Linked DNA regions of Bos taurus: regions 1 and 3 are each linked to region 2. Evidence: chromatin contacts called from public Hi-C data. All regions are on one chromosome and are shown on one strand. The core of a region is the stretch at or near the end of the contact, and the rest is flanking DNA. Distances in the headings are between cores, read along the strand shown.

Evidence for each region. Hi-C and Micro-C count contacts between places; a contact is called where the count stands out from the background.
Region 1: a contact with region 2 is called in a Hi-C map of blastocyst, with 3 times the contacts expected there. The contact joins the enhancer-like site here to the promoter of BOD1 in region 2. A contact is called at or near these places in 7 of 11 Hi-C or Micro-C datasets (blastocyst, blood, liver and 3 more).
Region 3: a contact with region 2 is called in a Hi-C map of skeletal muscle, with 6 times the contacts expected there. The contact joins the promoter of CPEB4 here to the promoter of BOD1 in region 2. A contact is called at or near these places in 3 of 11 Hi-C or Micro-C datasets (liver, skeletal muscle and an unstated tissue).

Annotation. Positions count from the first base shown.
Region 1 is chr20:5,685,421-5,689,087 of ARS-UCD2.0, reverse strand. No RefSeq gene overlaps it. Among named protein-coding and RNA genes, the nearest start is that of C20H5orf47, 15 kb to the left of the region's middle. Within about 2 kb of position 1,752, at least 15 of the 102 cell types and tissues checked have an H3K27ac peak or open chromatin away from gene starts, as enhancers often do.
Region 2 is chr20:5,329,068-5,333,040 of ARS-UCD2.0, reverse strand. BOD1 (biorientation of chromosomes in cell division 1) reads left to right here and starts at 1,298. Exons shown (of 4, transcript NM_001076200.1): 1 at 1,298-1,675. The coding sequence starts at 1,439.
Region 3 is chr20:5,603,906-5,607,839 of ARS-UCD2.0, reverse strand. It overlaps CPEB4 (cytoplasmic polyadenylation element binding protein 4), which reads right to left and starts at 1,807. Exons shown (of 8, transcript XM_005221434.4): 1 at 1-1,807. The coding sequence starts at 378.

The DNA of each region.
Region 1 (3,667 bases), core at 503-3,002, 360 kb before region 2:
GACCACTGGAAAAACCAGAGCCTTGACTAGACACGGAGTGGTCACAAAATCAGTTCCTATCCCTCTACTTCAGCTACTCTTCAGTGGCTCTCCATTTAATTTAAAGATAAAATCCAAAGCCTGCGCCCTTGCTAGGAATGCCTTTCCTTATCTGGCCCCTTGACATCTCTGAACTCATCTCCTGACCCTTTTTTCTCTTGTCACTAAGCCCAGCTGCACTACTCTGCCTTGGATATATCAAACCCAGTATTGCCTCAGGACCTTCGCATATGCTGTTTCCTTTGCCTAGAGTATGTTTCCCTCAGATTTTGGCATGGTTTGTTTTTTCTTTCACTATTCACATCTCAGCTTAAATCTCACCTGTCAGAGATAACTTCTCTAATCTCCCAGTTCAAGTAGCCCCATTCTCAGTCTCCACCATATTATCATTTTGTTTTTCTCGTAGCACTAACAGCACTATTTTTTTCTGGTTTATGTATGCGTCTGCTTGTGGATTGTCTGATTTCATCTTCTGAACTATAACTGCCAACAGACAGGGACTTTGCTGGCTTTGCCTCTCCAATACTTTTAGAGCCTAGGACAGGGCAAACACTTGTATAAATGATTGAATGAATAAGAAAATTCCTTGATATGATTCTTCTTTGCAAATTTCCACCTTTGGTTAACAGAATGCAAGTTCAAAACTCAGGTTAGTGATTCTGTGAACAATAATAATCCCTTATCTTTGTAAGGCATTCTATCTTAAGATCCATCCAACAACTTCCAACACTAGGTGTGGGCATCACATTTCACTAGGGCTCAGATCGCTGAAATGAGTCACCAAAATCACACAGACACACACACACACACACACAAACAGCTGAGGCCTCAAAATGTAGGTCTTTGTCTCTAGGATGTAAATGCCAAGAGGACAGAGATTTTGTGTCTTATCCCCAGGTGGTGCAGTGGTAAAGAATCCACCTGCCAATGCAGGAGACATGGGTTCCGTCTCTGGGTTGGGAAGATCCCCTGGAGGAGGGCATGGCAACCCCCTCCAGTATTCTTGCCTGGAGAATCTCAGGGACAGAGGAGCCTGGCGGGCTACAGTCCATGGGGTTGCAAGGAGTCGGACACAACTGAGCACACATACACACATCCCCACAGTATCCTTAGAATAAATAATATGAAAATAATTGTTGAAGAAATAAATGAATGAACAAACTCATGGATAGCACTCTCTCTCTGGGGCTAAAGCAGATTCTCAGACACAGCAGCTCCCCTCCTCTCGCGGTATCTGAGTCGTCTGCTCTAGCATCAGAGGAGGCCAGGTCTTTCTTGTCCTCTACCCTCCCTTCCAGGTCCTGGATGCCCCCACTTCCAATCCGGGAGCTGCACCCACAACCCAGTCAGACTCTCTTCTGGCGCCCACACTCTCCCAGTCCTTGTTTCTCCCAGGTTTCTGCAGGGACTCGGTGTTGGCTTCTCCAGCGTGTTCAGAGAAGCTTGTTAGAAATGCAGTCTCGGGCTCTCTCGGGGCAGAACTAAAACCCGCATTTGAACAATATCCCCAGTTGAACCTGGCACCCACTGGCATTTGAGGACTCTGAGCTGCCTTTATCAAGCATTCCCATCTCTATCCTGCTTGGGAAATACCTGAGCCTTGAGGCCCCGCTGCAGCCCAGCCATCCTCTTGGCCGCAGTTTTGAGAGCTAGCCTTGGAAAGAGAACGAACGTCAGGATCCTATGAGTCACCCACTCGGCAAACATTTAACAAGCACTTACGGTATGGAAGGCTCAGACAAGTCCTGAGGACGCAAATAGGATTCAGGCAGCACTTGTCTGCCTCGCCTGAAAAAGCAAGTACACAAACTATATATCGAGATAATTAGACACTGTACTGAATGCCAGTCAGGAGAGCTTCTGACAACAAATCAAGTGTGATGACGATGAGTGCAGGAACACAGGGCGTTTAGAAAGAGTGATTCAGGAATTTATCTCAGAGGAGGTGATGTTTAATCTAAGCCCCAAAGGGTGAAGGAGGAACCAGTTCTGTTCTGAGCTGAGCTGAAGACAGGGAGAGGGTGGAGCAGGGCAGGCAGATAATTTCTTACTGGAGGTAAAAAGGAGTGGGAAGACCCTGCCCCATGAAAGGTGGCTTGCCCTGAAGGAAAGAGAGGGGTCTGTCCTGTGCCAGGAAGGTGTGATGGAGAAGGGTTAGGAGAGGAAGTTGGGGTGGGAGTGGGGCTAGATCATTCAGGTCATCCACACCTGGGAAAATGTGCTGATTTTATTTCCAGGGCCTTGGGAAGCTGTTGGAAGGGTTTATCAAGGCTTGGCAAGGCCAGATTTCTGTTGTACTCTAGTTGCATCAGGCAGAGCACTAGGCTTTCACGGCACTTGATCCAGTCATCGTAGCTGAGGATCACTGTCCCCTCTGGGTGGGGTTGGGTGTAATATCACAGAGGGGAACGGACTTCCCCAAGATAGTTACTGGCCACAATGTCAATATCTATGACAATAACGGTCATGATAATAAGAGTCACTCATGTTTATAGTTTGTGCGTTTCTTTTTTTTTTTTTTCATGATTGCCTCATTTAATCCTCACTTCAGTCTAATGATGGAGATGTTATTTGCCCCTTCTGATGGATGAGATGACCAATACTCAGAGGTTACCTAGTGTGGCTGAAATCACTCAGCCAGACGTGGCAAAGGGACAGAAATCCTGGGCCGGGGGGAGGGGGTCTCACCCTTAATCTCACCCAAAGCCACACCATTAACCCTACGGATCCCAAGTGGTCTCTACTATCCCACACTGTGCCTGGGTCACATTTGCCTGAGATTTGCTATTTGTGGGGGCAAAAGGGAAATAACTGAGGAACTGAAAATCATATTTCCTCAAAGGCAGGATAATGGAGCGGTCACCTGGGAGACAAAAGGCCTACTTTCTAGCTCCCACTCCTCTTTTCCTGCTTCTTTCCCTAAACTGAAAGATTCCAGAAAACAAGTCCCAGCTCATGGCCCCTTGGAGTTTTGCTCACATTGGTAGCATAGGCTCAGCCCCTCTGCTACAGAGTATGGATTCCCCAACCCCCACCCAGTAGGAGGAAGAAAGCAGGAACTAGGCGATGTGGTGCTGGGCCTGGAGTCTCTGCTTTCTCCGTCACCATGGCAACTCTGTCAGGCTAGATCCTGTGGAAATGTGAGAATAAGCAGGAGGTGGGAAGACAGCATCAGAGGGTTCCCCCTGCTGCCAGTGACCCTGCCGCCCACTCCTGCCTCCCACCCAGCACAGGGACCTGCAATCTGTAACAGTGTAGATAGTCATTATTATGATACTACTAATCATATGTCATTATGTTGCTACTAATAACAGGTAAATGCATTGAGTACTTACTCTGTGATAGCACGGCAGTAATTCTTATCAGAAACAGACATGTATAACCCCAACTTTTGAGAATTATGGCGCTCCACTCTCCATATGTATTAATAATTTAAGGAAGAAACTATAATGATATAAAACAAGAATGTGTGCACTCTTAGTCACTCAGTCGTGTCTGACTTTCTGTGACCCTTAGGGCTGTAGTCTGCCAGGCTCCTCTGTCCCTGGGATTTTTCAGGCAAGAATCCTGGAGTGGGTTGCTGTTTCCCCCTCCAGGACTGTGTGGATTGTGTTAGTCGCTCAGTCGT
Region 2 (3,973 bases), core at 49-2,548:
GAGGAAATAACAATGCCTAGGTTATGGGCAAGAGTTCAGTCAGTAACAGGCAAAAGCTGAAAGGAAGAGAGGATAGTGGTGGCAGTTCCAATGATGAATTGTAGCTACAAAAAAAAATAAGAAAAAAAGCCTTACCTTTGATATCAGCTAGCTCGCAAAATGTAGTACACCTTAGCTTAAACATCGCCAAGATTTGGATTCAGGAGACCTGACTTCAACCCCTCCTCTTGCACCTTTAGCTAGGTGATCAGGGTAACAAACTCTGTGCCTCCATTTTTGGATCTGCAAAATAGCGATAATAACTGCTTTTTAGATTATGAAGTAGTGTATATAAAGTACTTGGTATCATGCCTGTAATATTCCAATTACTCAACATTCACTTATTATTATTATAGGCTTCCCAGGTGGCTCAGTAGTAAAGAATCCACCTGCCAAAGCAGGGGACACGGGAAATTAGAGTTCTGTTCCCTGAGTGGGGAAGATCCCCTGGAGAAGGAAATAGCAACCCACTCCAGTATTCTTGCCTGGAAAATTCCATGGAGAGAGGAGTCTGACAAGCCACAGTCCATGGGTGTTGCAAAGAGTCACACAGAACTGACCAAGCAAGTCAAAAAAAAAAAAAAAGCTATCCGGAAGGAAATACACACACACACAAAATCAGGGAACTTTTTTACAGCACAATTTTCTGTTATTTTTCAATTTTCTAAAATAAGTATGTATTTCTACTAAAATCAGAAGGGGAAATAAAACCCACAATTTTTGAATTTAAAAAATGTGACTAGTCCACTGCTTCCCACATTTCCCAGATCATATTTGTTGCTCAAGAAGGGCGTGGGAATACATGTAAAAATCACGGATTCCCAGGCCACGACCTAGAAATACTGAATCAGAATCTCTAAGAGACAAACCTGTTAACCTATATATTCAATCAGCCTAGCAGACGATTCTTAAAATCAGGTACTCTGGGAATGCGCAGATTTAGAGCGAGGGGGCAGTACCGGGTGAGGGCGAGGAAGGCCAGCCCATGCTGCAGCAATCACTAGGGCCTACGCCTACAAGTCCCATCCTGTCCCACAAACTGGAGACGCGAGCCCGGAGCCTGCCGGTAGATGTAGTTTCCGTCCGCCAGATCTCTGCCTATAAGAGAGAGGGAGCTGCCTGCCGGAAGACCTCCCGCCCCACAATGCAAAGGTCAGCGGTGACGTCATCCGGAGAGCGTCCGGGACGCGGCGGGTGGTTTCCGCCGCCTCCGGCAGCAGCTCTGCTACCTGAGAGACTGCTGCGGCCGCTGTCGACGCCGCCGCCGCCCCTTCCTCCTACGTCCCCGCCGCCGCCGCCTTCTCCTTTTCGGGCCCCTCCGCCGCCTCTCCACGACCTGGGCCCTCTGTTCCTGAGAGGAAGCCTTACTCGGGCCCGTTGGCGGGCCCGGCGCGTAGCCATGGCTGACGGCGGGGGCGGCGGGAGCACCGGCGCGGTGGGCGGCGGCGGCGCGGGCCCGGCCTCGGCTGGGGCAGCGGCGGGCGGCGGCGGGGCCGGCGGGAGCGGCGGCCCCATCAACCCGGCGTCACTGCCCCCGGGCGACCCGCAGCTCATCGCGCTCATCGTGGAGCAGCTCAAGAGCCGGGGTCTGTTTGACAGCTTCCGCCGGGACTGCCTGGCCGACGTGGACACCAAGGTCAGCAGAGGCGGCTTGGGCTCACGGGGGGCGGGTGGGCGTGAGGCTGCTATGGCTGCAGCTTCGCATTTCCAAATCCTAGAGAAAAACAAAAGGTACTTTTCAAATCTCAGCAGCGAGGAGACCGCTTGGGGCAGTATAGGAAGCTTTCTGAGGGATGTCCACGTGCGTTCGGCTTCCCGCCCCATCCTTGCTCTGTGCTGCTTAGCCCAACAGCATCTCTGAACTTGGGGACCCAGTACGGGTTTTACAACCTCGACCCTGTATTTCCCAAGATGAGACTCCTTTAAGCACAACAGTAACAAATCTCAGTATGTTAACAACACTGGAGAAAACCGGGTAAGTAAGCAGGAATGGTTTGAATGCACAAACATCAGCCTTTCTTCCTTTTCTCCAGCTCAGTGATTTGCAGGCTTGAGTATGCAGTTAATTAAGGTACGTTTTCGTAGAAGCAGCACCCGTATTTTGTATTCCATCATTGGTTGAAAGATTCTCCGTTAGATCCTAATGCCATAGGTCAACCGACTAATACTGTTTCACTTGACCTTGCCCAGATTCATTTGGGTTCAGTGAAGTCACCGGTGTTAAGTGTCAGACAAAGAGTGGTCGCCGAAATCTTTTTTTACTCCCTTTTCAGAAGTTTCTCTCACAAGACTGTGGTTGTAGACATAGGAGGCTCTCTTACTGAATGGGCTCCTCTAGGGAAGTGATTTCTCCTCTCTGAGCCCAACATGGAAATCTTTTGCCTACCTCACAGGAAGATTGTGAGCTTAGAACTAGGCCTTAAAGATAGGTTATCCATTAAACATTTATTGGTGAGGTTTCTGGACACAGAGTCAAGCATGTCACTATCCTGTCCTCAAAGTGTATATTCTGGCGTAGAAAACTGAAGTGTAGACCAGATAATATGTATAGTAAGTAGCGTATACTGTTATTCTCCAATATTAAAAAACTCACGGAGCAGTTCTCTCCTTGAGATGGGATACTTAATTTTTCTTTTTTAACATACGTATTGACAGAACTTTCACGTTTTCCAGTCCTGGGTACTCTCAGCTTCCCATCGCAAGTTCTCCACTATGTTTCTTATGTCTCATTAGGTTTTACGTGGCCTAACCAATGTAGTATACATTTGTTTTAGTCGGTATTGAGAATCTGTTGGGGTAGAGGGAAGCGGAGCCTTCACCACTTAACACCCCCTTAGATGTTCTTTCTGGTTGTCACCAGGTTGCTTTAGTCTTGAGGTAGTGTGTCTCCAGGCACATCCTTTGTTGCTTTAGTCCCAGGTTTCTCATAGTGTGGTCCTGGGATCATCAGCATCAGCTAAGAACTTGTTAGATTTGCATATTGTTAGGTTCCACCCCAGACTGCAGATGTATGGAAGGGAATGTGTACTGCTGATGTTTGTAATTTACTTTGCAATGCATCCAAAATATAAATAAATAGAATGATAGGTTAAGAGAAAGTGGTAGTATAATAAAACGTTAGTGACAGGCACTGTAGATCTTTCACTTCATGAACTGAAGGGATTTTTCTATGTTGTCAGGGTCTGTTAAGGTTAGAGTTTGGTTGGTGACATTAGCTGTCTTTTGTCCTTTTCAGTAACCAGTCCTACCTAAAACTGGGTGAATTATTTTGAATAGTAAAAGATACAGTATCAGGATTGATGGTTACAAGTGACAAATCTAACTCTAACTCCTGTGAGCAAAGGGGGAGAATCTATTGACTCGTGGGAATCCAAGGAAGGATAGAATTTAAAAAACTGCCAGAAGGGTAGGGATGCATTTGGAACCAAGAATTCTCCACCAGGGCTATCTAACCCTATGTCACTGCAGAGCAGAGTCATCCATTTGGTTACTAGTACTTTTGGTTACATCTTACAGCTGCTTCCTCTCAAAATGTTTCCAGTTAAAGGAAAAAAAAAAAAACAAACCCAGGAAATACCTACATTGTCTAAACCTGGGTCAGGCAGCCACCCCTGTGGCCAGGAGAATGTAGCACCCACTGCCCTATCCTTGTGAAGAAGGGAAGGTAATTACCAGGAAGAAGGGCTTGCTAGGTGGATAGTACATGGGTATCTTTGAATTTTAGTCCTCATCCATCTCCCTGCCTTTCTCTTTTCAGGTTTGGTGGAGAGTCTTTGTTTGTGAGTCATGGCCTTTGGGAAGAGCCCACTCACAGAATTGAGGCCTCTTGATTCCTTTGTCAGTGTCAAATACCTGACTGTTAACAGACTTTTGCCAGAGTAACACTGCATAGTAAACCAGATCTCAGTGGCTTATAATAAGCATTTGTTTGCAT
Region 3 (3,934 bases), core at 558-3,057, 270 kb before region 2:
ATTTTCTGAAGAATTGTCCCCTTGATTTTCTTCAGATTTAGCCTTCTCAGTTTCAGGCAGTATTCCAGCTTCCTGACCTGGACTGGGGGAGAGCTGCTGCTTTTCCAAAGGGTCTTGCGGTTCCTGTTGCTGACTTTTTGCTTTTTCTGATCCCAAGATCTCATCCTGAATGTTATGGGTAGCCGGAGCAGGAAAGAGCCAAGCTGACCCGGCACTGCTGCCATTGGCAGCTGTGTTATTATTTATAAAAGCAGCAGGGCTGGGGGTGGCATTTTGGTGATGGTGTGGAGGCTGCAGATGTGGATGGAATCTGACTGGAAAAGCAGATTTATTCCCAGTATTGCTTTGCACTAGCACTCCAAACCCGTAATCCCCCATTTATTATTTTTAGGCTCAGAATCTTAAGATAAAAAACAACAAACTAGTATCTCAAGCCTTTGTATCCTCTACTCCAAATGTAAGTTGCTTGTTTGAAACGTCTTATTTTTACCTAGCTCAAAGATGCAGCTTATCACCCTAAATAGTTCAGATTTGGAATTCTGGTCTCTGAAAGAAAAAAAAAAAAAAAAACTAAAAAAAAAACCTTAAAACACTGACATGAATCCAACTAGGCTTATTTCTAGAAGGGAATAAAAACGAAGAGGGTAAAAATCAAGTCTTTGGTTAGTAAAATAGGCGCTTTCTTTTTCCAAAGGAAAACGTACATGAATGACAAAAACACAGCTTCTCAAGCATCTATGGATGTAGAAGAATAAGCATTGCGAGGAGTAAAAATATATATATATATATATATAATTTAACAATCACATATGGTCTTCTTCAGCAGTTTAGATTCACTCACATAAAAATCAGAATAGGGTATGAGGAGAATAGGTTCTTTTCTTGGCAGCTTGGTTAAAAAAAATCAGGAATAATTTAAGAACATTATATATTATATATTTATATATATAGATTATATTAGGTTATCTGGGGTGGGGGGCAAATTCCTGGTTGCCGGAGAGGAAATCAGCATTGACTAATGGAAAGATGATTGCAGGGAGGTTTCTGCTCTTCCTGATCCTGTTTCTGCTCTTTCACGGGGTGCAGTTTTGGCCTCTGGGGCTGTTCCTGAAGCTCTGGGTGCAGATCTTGCTGCGGTCGCTGTTCCTGGGCTCCCCCTGGCCTCCTCTCCCCCATGAAATGGTTTGGAAACACACCCGTTTCTCCCTCGTGGGGGTGTCGCGATCAGGATGGATTAGGGACACTCGACGAGGACGAGCTGGCGGCCCGGGGGTGCGGGGACCAAGGGGGCGACCTGGAAGGTCCTGCGGTTTCGGCCTCTTCCCCTCTCTGCGGCTCCGGGGTTTTTTTCCCTCATGGGACCCAGGGGCGGTTTGTTCAGTTCTCTCAGTTCGATTCTCCGCGGAGGGGGTGGGGGTGGGGGGTGCGGGGAGGGGGAGGGAGAGGGGAAAAAAGAAAACCCCACTAGCTTAGTTGTTCTAAAGGAGAAGGGCCTCCCTACTTTGCTCTCTCTCTTTTTGCCCCCAGATTTTTTTTAAAACTATAATTTAGAAGGCTTTTGTTTCTCCTCACGGTTGCTGGGCCGTCGTCGTCGCCGCCGCTTTACCCCGGTCCCGCAGTCCCCGCTGTCGTAGCTGCGAACTCCGCCTGGCTCTTCTTCTTCTCTCCTTCTTCCTCCTCTTCCTCTTCTGCTGTCGCCGCCGCCGCCGCCGCCGCTGCTGCTGCTGCTGCCGCCGCCGCCGCCTCCCGGTGCCCGGGTCCAGCAGCCGCGGCTGAGTCCTTCTCCTCAGGACCTAGCCGAGTGAAATGACAACCAGCTGGAAAGACCGAGAGACACTTCCGGTTCGAAAAGGGAGGGGTGGGTTAGGGCAGACACCCCGCCCACCTGCCTAAAGGCCAATAAGCTGCTAGAATTCAGATAAGGCCACGCCCACAACCCAGGTCCCCTCCCAGGAAGGTCGAAAAGTTACGTCGAGAGACGCCCCTTCCGTCTGCGCCTCGCCCAGTGAGGCCTGGAGCCTGGAACTCGCTCTACTACCCAGAGGGAGCCCAGCGAGTCGCCATCTTTAGTGTGGGCAAAGGACTACTGCGCTGTTTATTTCGCTTAACCGCGCTCTGCAGGTGGAGCGTACAGGGACGCGCGGAAGAGAACGGATTTCCCTAGCACTGTGAAAAAGAGTCCAGGAGTAGGAGATCGGAGTGGCTACCCATGAAACCGCGGATGAACAGGAGGACTGCCCAGAGTAAACGTGGTTCCCCAGGCATCTCGTGCTTTGGCTCGAGCTCCGCCCCAGAGGGATCTGGAAGAGGAGGCGGGTTTTACTAGCTGCTGTAAGGTGTCTAGAATTGCGTATGTGCTTGTCCTGAAAATGGATCTTAAACGGGACTCTCCCTTCACCTTCCATCCCCCCACCCCCACTCCTGCTTGGTTTAGGCTCCCGTCCGGTGCAGTGTTTCAGGCACAAAAATACAGCTCCTGTCGGCGTCCGTGGCCGAGCCCTCCTTGTCCCTATCCGCTCTAATGTACCCTACCCGCTTATTAGGGGGACATTTCCGAAACGAAGAATCTTAACCAGGATCCTCACCTGTTCTGCTCTCTCTACGACTGCCCACTACCTCCTTGAAAAAGACCAAACTTTTTATCCTGATATTCAAGGGTTTTGCACTCTGGGGGCAGTATATCTTAACATCTCATCTCCTCCAAACGTCCCACACCAAGCTCCTCCAAATATAATCTCAGGTCCTTTTTACCTTCCGTTTCCTCTCTCCTCCACCAGGTAAACTCTTATTTAGTTTTAGGAATCGGTTCAAAAGCTACCAACTCTGTCTTCTGAAATTCCTCTTGAATGAATATCCATGGCCCAGTATATTTCTCATGCTTGTCACCCTCTTTGTAATGGTAACTTATGTCTCCTGGACCTGTGGTCACCTGTGGGCTCTTTGAGGAGAGGACCTTGTATTGATAGATAGGAATCATTAGCGAATGGATGCTGAAAAAAAAGAGTGAACAAACCAACCAGAATGATATCTTTCCTGAATCCTCTTTTCAGGTCTGCCATTTGGTTTGGGGCTAATGTCTCTCAAACTTTCATCATTTAGGTTATTCCTTTGCTACTCAAGGGTTCCTTGTCTTGTTCATATTTGTACATGACCACCATCAGGACCTAGATTAACGCCTTGCTCTCAGCAAAGGTTCTAAATATGTTGAATAGTGAGTGTTTTCCTTTAGTAGAAAATGAAAAATGAAGAAATCAGAGTAGATCCACAAGTGACTATGGCAAAAGTAGTGAGTAAAAAGGAGAGATTACAGACTTTTAAGAAAGATCTCATGAAAAGAAATGACTTCCACTTCCTTTCCCTAGCCTTTCCTCAATGGCCCCAACTTCTGCTGCCTCAGTTTATCAATCCTCCCATACTTCCATGTAGAACACCCGTTTGGGATCTTAGTGATTTTATTTATTTATTTATTGTCTTATGTCCTGAACATGAGTCTTTGTAACTCTTCTTTGAGTTCCTTGAGTGATAGGGATTGGGTCTTACTCTGTTGTTTATTCCCCATAACTGGTCATACCTTGAGACTGAGCTGGTTTAATTAGGTGTCCTTTCCTCCAGAATGGTTTCCCTGACTCTCCTTTTTGTAGCATCTTGTAGATTCTTCTCATTTGGTTACTGCTGGTTGTCAGTTAGTTTCTTTTCACAGGCAGAGATTTTGTCTGGTTTATCTGTGTGTCGCTAGTGGCCATCAGAGTATTTGGCACAGAGTGGACTCAGAATACGTTTATTGAATGAATGAATGAATGTTCAGTGTTCAGTAGATGGTTGAGAATCTTTTGGGGCTGCCAATTCTTAGTGGCTGAAATGGCTGCCATGCTTGAAGGAAAGAGGGTTATCTTTAGAACCAAACTGATTATTTGAATCCCAGATCTTCTACTGC